Linked DNA regions of Capra hircus: region 2 is linked to region 1. The links are chromatin contacts, called in public Hi-C maps. All regions are on one chromosome and are shown on one strand. The core of a region is the stretch at or near the end of the contact, and the rest is flanking DNA. Distances in the headings are between cores, read along the strand shown.

Region 1 (2,700 bases), core at 134-2,633:
CATTTGATTATTTTAAATATCTTGACCTACTGGCTGCAATTGGTGAGATGTGGAAGTTTACTCTATTTGACAGTGGGCGAAACTGAGACTCAGGGGAAGGCAAGACAGTTCCTAAAGTCATACTGTCCGAGGCTGAGGGGACAGTCAGGACCAGAAGCTGGGGCAGGTTGAGTGTTTTCTTTGGTTTTGTTACATCTGTTAGTTGTAAAGCAGGGGGAGGGGGACGGGGGTCACAAGTTTTTTCTATTAAAAGGTAGATGGTCAATATATTTAGCTGTGTGGGCCATTCAGCCTCTGTCGCGGTTACTCAATCCTGCAGTTGTACCGTAAAAGCAGCATATATGACATGTACCTAAATGGGATGGCTCTGTGCCAATAAAACTTTATTTATAAAAACAAGCAGTGGGCTGGATGTGGTCAGAGTCTGCTGACCACTGACCTAAATGTTTATCAGACTCCTACTGGGTGTCGAGCCCTGTTCCAGGCACTGGAGATACAGCAGTGACCAAGACGGGTGCACACAGACACAGTATCTAATCAATGCTGAGGCTATGAAACAAACAAACAAAACTAGGATGATAGGTGGGTGGCAAGTGGAAGGGATGAGGGAGAGAAGGCCTTATAGAGAAATGTCCCGAAAGATGAGAAGCCAGCCTAAGACATTGGGGGAATATAGCCCTGGCAGAAAGTGTAGTCTGTGCAGAGGTCTGGGCACAGGACCGGTCCTGGTGTATTGGAGGAACAAGAAGGAGGCCTGTGAGGCTCGAGCAGAGTGAGTGAAGGGGAGAGAAGGAGCAGGGGAGGGGAGGGAGGGAGGGGATAGGGCAGGTCATGCAGGGCCTTGTGGGCCGTGAAGACGACAGTGGATTTTACTCTTAGGGCGATGAAGAGCCATGGAGAAATTGGGAGACATTTTTCAGATGGGATTGGGTGGAGACAGGAGTGAAGTCCAGGAAACCAGAGAGGATCTGAATCAGCCCCTACTGGGCAAATTTCTTCACCTCTCAGATTCTCAGTTTTCCCATCTATAAAATGGGACCCATGAAATCCACTTAACCCCACAGCAAAGCAAGAGTGCATGGAATGTTCATACCCACAGGTTGTAAAGTCAGAGGCAGATCGGGGGTCTATCCTGAGCTCTTAGAAACCACGTGTGCCCGGTCGGTGCCCCACGCACAGTGGACCCACAGGGATGTTACAGGCTATGAGCAGTGGAGGAAGTTAGGTAACTGCCCATCTGGAAGACAGAAGAGCTGGAGGAGGGAGAGAGCAGAGGATGAAGGACTGAAGCCTGGCCCTGCTTGCCAACTCCTCAGGGCAGAGCCCCTCCTGCCGCCTCCCATCTTACTCTCCCTGGATCTGTGCCAGTCACAGGGTGGGGATCCACAGAGCTGCCTGGTAGATTGAGTTACAGTGGTGAGTGTGTGTCCCGAAGGCTGGCGACAGGTGGTCAGCATGGGAGGAAGTGGATCGTGGGCTGGACCAGCATGGAGTCTGCCCTGTATGACTGTCTGGGCCATATAGAGATCTGGGAGTCTATCCTGCCCCCTCCCTGCCTCTGGGGACATCCAACACCTGCAAGGAGGCAGCGGGAAGCCAGCCTGGGCATTGGGAGGAGTGGGAATTCCACCCTCTCCCTCATCCAGTCCAGTTACTGCCGCTGGCCATGTCCCTGACCTTTCTCCCAGATCCCGGAGCTGAGTAATAGTTACCGGAAAAAGAAGTCAGCCAGCTGAGTGGTTGCAGCGCATCCTCCTTGGGGGTGGGGGTCACTCTGGATCCCCAGCCTGGTTGTTGGAGGCCAGGGTACCATGGCTGTGATGTGTGATGGGAACAAGTTTCCTCTTCCCCTCCCCCTGCACTGTCTATCCCCTATTGCACCAACAGTCCCCCAACACAGGTCCCCCCCACAAAAGTGACACTGTGACCTCCCCTTGTAGCTCCCCACAAGGCCTGATGGGTGGATGCACAGGTCCAGGCATCTCTGGTTGCCCCATGTTTCCTGGCGCTTTAGTCCTGCAAGCGTCTGAGTCCAGGAGGAGCCAGGCAGCACCTTGGCCGGGAGCCTCGGAGGGCAAAGTGCGCTGGATGCGAACTTCAGCTCTGTCACTTCTTTGCAGGATGACCTTGAGCAGGTGAGCCTCCCTTTCTGAGCATCATTCTGCCTCTGGGAAATGGGAGCCATAAAACAGCCCTTCCTGGTTTTGTGAGGTTGCCAAGGGATTCCCATGTGAGCGTCGCAGCACAGAGCATGTTCCTGAGTGGCTGTGCAGTACACATGAGCAGCGCCGCAGTCATATGCAGTGTGCTTCCTGGGTGACTGTGGAGCTGGCATTCCAGGGAGAGAGACAGACTACAGAGGAAAAACAACACATACTATCAAGGGACGCTGAATGGCATAAGGAAAACTGAAATGATTGTTAGACTTCATTATTTTGCAGTCAGCATTCGTTTTTAGAATATTTTTTATGTTTGGCTGCACTGGGTCTCCACTGCTGTGTGCGGGCTTTCTCTAGTTGCCATGAGTGTGGAGCTACCCTCTAGGTGTGGGGCGTGGGCTTCTCATTGCAGTGGCTGGCAGGCTCTAGAGCGCAGGCTCAGTAGTTGTGGCCCTCAGGCTTAGTTACCAAGCAGCATGTGTAATCTTCCTAGACCAGGGATCAAACCCGTGTCCCCTGCATTGGCAGGTGAATTCTTAAC
Region 2 (2,700 bases), core at 23-2,522, 98 kb after region 1:
GGTCTTAGAGGGGCAGGACTCAGAGAGGGGCGGAGCTGAGATGTTAAAGAGTAAATGATGGGGAGGGGCTCAGAGGGTGAGAACCCACCTGTCCTGGGACTCCCGGCACCAGACGGCGTAGACCAAGGTGAGGACAAAGATGAGGAAGAGGAAGGCCAGCGCAGCCCCCAGCCCCACCAGCCACGACTTCCGCTGGGCCACTGCGGGCGGGAGCAGGGCTGGGTCAGCGTCGGGGCCTCCAGGTTGGGACTCTCTTCCCTACCCTACCCCTACTCCCTCCCAAGGCCTTACGGGGTTGGGCCTCCACCAGCCTTGGGATCAGAGCTGCGAGAAGAGAGAGTTGACCGGGGGTCTTCCAGAATCTACCCATCCTGTGCCCTCTGTCCTCGCCCCTATCCAGCAGATTCTGGGGTTGCAGCCCCGGAGGGAGAAGGAAGTGGCCTGCTCAGCGCACCCCAGGGCAGGGTGTGGCCGGGGCCCCAGGAAGTAGGAGGTGGGGTCCCCTCCCTGAATTCCGGGCACCATGGGGAGGGGCTCAGGGTCCTGAGCTTCCTTGTCCCTGTCTCCCTGAGGCCCATCCTGACCCTCACTCTCCACGGTCAGAGCCACAGTAGGGGCGGCTCGAGAACGGTGGGAAACTCATTTCCTGACCACCAGGCATTGCACTGGCTCTGAAGTCCCAGCACCTCCATCAAGTCTCACACTCTGGTGGTCAGAACTCTTGTCCTCACATTGCAAAAGTGAAGCCAACTCGAGGCTCAGAGAAGTTAGGCCACTTCCCTGGGGCCACACAGCATCCCAGAGGAACACAGTTCTCCCAGCTAGGAACACCCTCTACCCTAACCCTCTCCCGTCCTAGGACATGAACCTCCAAATCTGACCTTAGCCAGCCCCTGCATGTGCCCGTCCCCTTGGCAGCCTAGGCTTCCATCCCAGCGCTGCCAACAACGGCCAGGGAGACCTGGGCTGGTGGCGCCCTTCTTTCTAAGTTTCAGTATTTTCAGCTGGAAAATGGGACGAACTGCAAACCGACAGAGACTGAGACCATAAGGACGCTAGGCGTTCAGCGGAAGCATCTTTTAGGGAGATTATTATATATTTTTATTTACGACTTTTCTGCCCCCTGGTGGCCGATCCTGGGATAGTCTCAGAAGCTCCCTGCCTTTTGGGCTACCGCCCCAGCTACTGGCTCCACAGGGGAGCCCTAATGCAACTACTGAAGCCTGCTCCGCAACCAGAGAAGCCAACGCAACGAGAAGCCTGCGGAACAAGAGAGGAGCCCCCGCTGGCCACAGCTAGAGAAAAACCTGCGCAGCAACGGAGACCCAGCACAGCCAATCCATAAATAAAATGATAAACACCAGCCTTTATCAAAGTTCTCATTAGGAAATGGTTAACATCCAGGGCAAGGTCCAGAGCCTAAAGAAAGTGAGGAGAGCAGAGGAGGCTTGTCCCCTCCCAAGATGGTGCACCCAGAGGCACCCCACCCGTCAAGACCCAGTTTCTGGAAATGGAATCACATGACCCAAAAAGCCGGGGGTGGGGGGAGCAAGGCTTTCCCAGGAGGCAGCCCTCGGGCTCAAAGTTCAGGGTTCAGGACAGCAGGATCAAGATTGCAAGGGGAGCATCTGATCTGCCCAGCACCTGGGCACGGTGGAGTTTGGTCTCCCACAGCTGCCCGGGCGTTGCTCCCAGCCCCCGAAACTGTCTCCTCCTGGGGAAACTGAGTCCCCGGGGACAACGGAAGCCCTTCTGAAAGGCTCTCCCCCAAGAGGCAGTCCCTGGCCTATACTGGTCCGTCCTGAAGCTGAACGGGAGGGAGGAGGTTTTGGCCAATAGATGTCAGGCAGTGGGGAGAAGTGGGTGGAGCGGTGAGATTGTGGGGGTTGGGGGCTTCTCGGGAACCAGGGATGGTCTCCGAGTGCAAGAAGAATCACCAGACAGAACAAATCCTAACAATACAGACTGCATAACACATGAAGAGCCCTCCTTGGTGGGGAGTGGGCAGGGTTCCAAGCCTCTTCATTCAGGGCGCTGTACTCTCAACCTCAGATGGAGTCACCACAGTGGCTTCAGGTTCAGCTCATTGCTTCTAGGGTGTGGAAGGGGCATCTCTGGCGGGCTGCTTGGAGGAGGTGACTGAATCTTCACATGGCCGTGTTCTTGACTTTCTCGTAGTCCCTGCGCTCCTCATTTTCCTCTAGCTCCAGCCCGAAGTTTCTCTTTCCTTTCTTCTTGGCCTTTTCCCCCTTCCCAGCTTTTTTCTCCTCAGCCTTTTCCTCCTTCTCTGCCTTCCCCTTCTTGTCTTCTTTTCTGTAAGGACACAAAGACCCCAAACCTTGGTAACAAACCAGAGTCATTCCCACTTAACAGACCCTCACCTGTGCCAGGCCTTTACCTGTCCCAATGCTTTACAAAAAGTCTTTGCTGCATCTTCAAAACAGCCGCTACAAGGCAGCCTTGTGATTTCCATTTCACAAAGGCAGAACTAAGGTTCAGTTGTTCATTGGAAGAATGGATGGATGGATAGGAGAATGGATGGATGGGGGGATGGATAGATGGATGGGTGGATGGATGGGAGAATGGATGATGGGTGGATGGATAGATGGGAGAATGAATGGGAGGATTTGTGTGTGGGAGTGTAAACAGATGGATGGGGAAGGAATGAACCTGGCAGGGAGCAAACTATGAATTAGGAGC

What was found. A called contact is a pair of places that touch in the nucleus more often than the background predicts.
Region 2: a Hi-C map of blood shows a contact between it and region 1, with 4 times the contacts expected there. The contact joins the promoter of SMIM24 here to the enhancer-like site in region 1. A contact is called at or near these places in 4 of 5 Hi-C or Micro-C datasets (blood and liver).

Annotation. Positions count from the first base shown.
Region 1 is chr7:90,032,553-90,035,252 of ARS1.2, forward strand. No RefSeq gene overlaps it. Among named protein-coding and RNA genes, the nearest start is that of NFIC, 19 kb to the right of the region's middle. Within about 2 kb of position 1,384, at least 1 of the 5 cell types and tissues checked has an H3K27ac peak or open chromatin away from gene starts, as enhancers often do.
Region 2 is chr7:90,130,443-90,133,142 of ARS1.2, forward strand. It overlaps SMIM24 (small integral membrane protein 24), which reads right to left and starts at 1,273. Exons shown (of 3, transcript XM_013965298.2): 1 at 292-1,273; 2 at 89-200. The coding sequence starts at 370. It overlaps LOC102178997 (small integral membrane protein 24), which reads right to left. Exons shown (of 6, transcript XM_005682582.3): 6 at 1,347-2,313. The coding sequence ends at 2,148.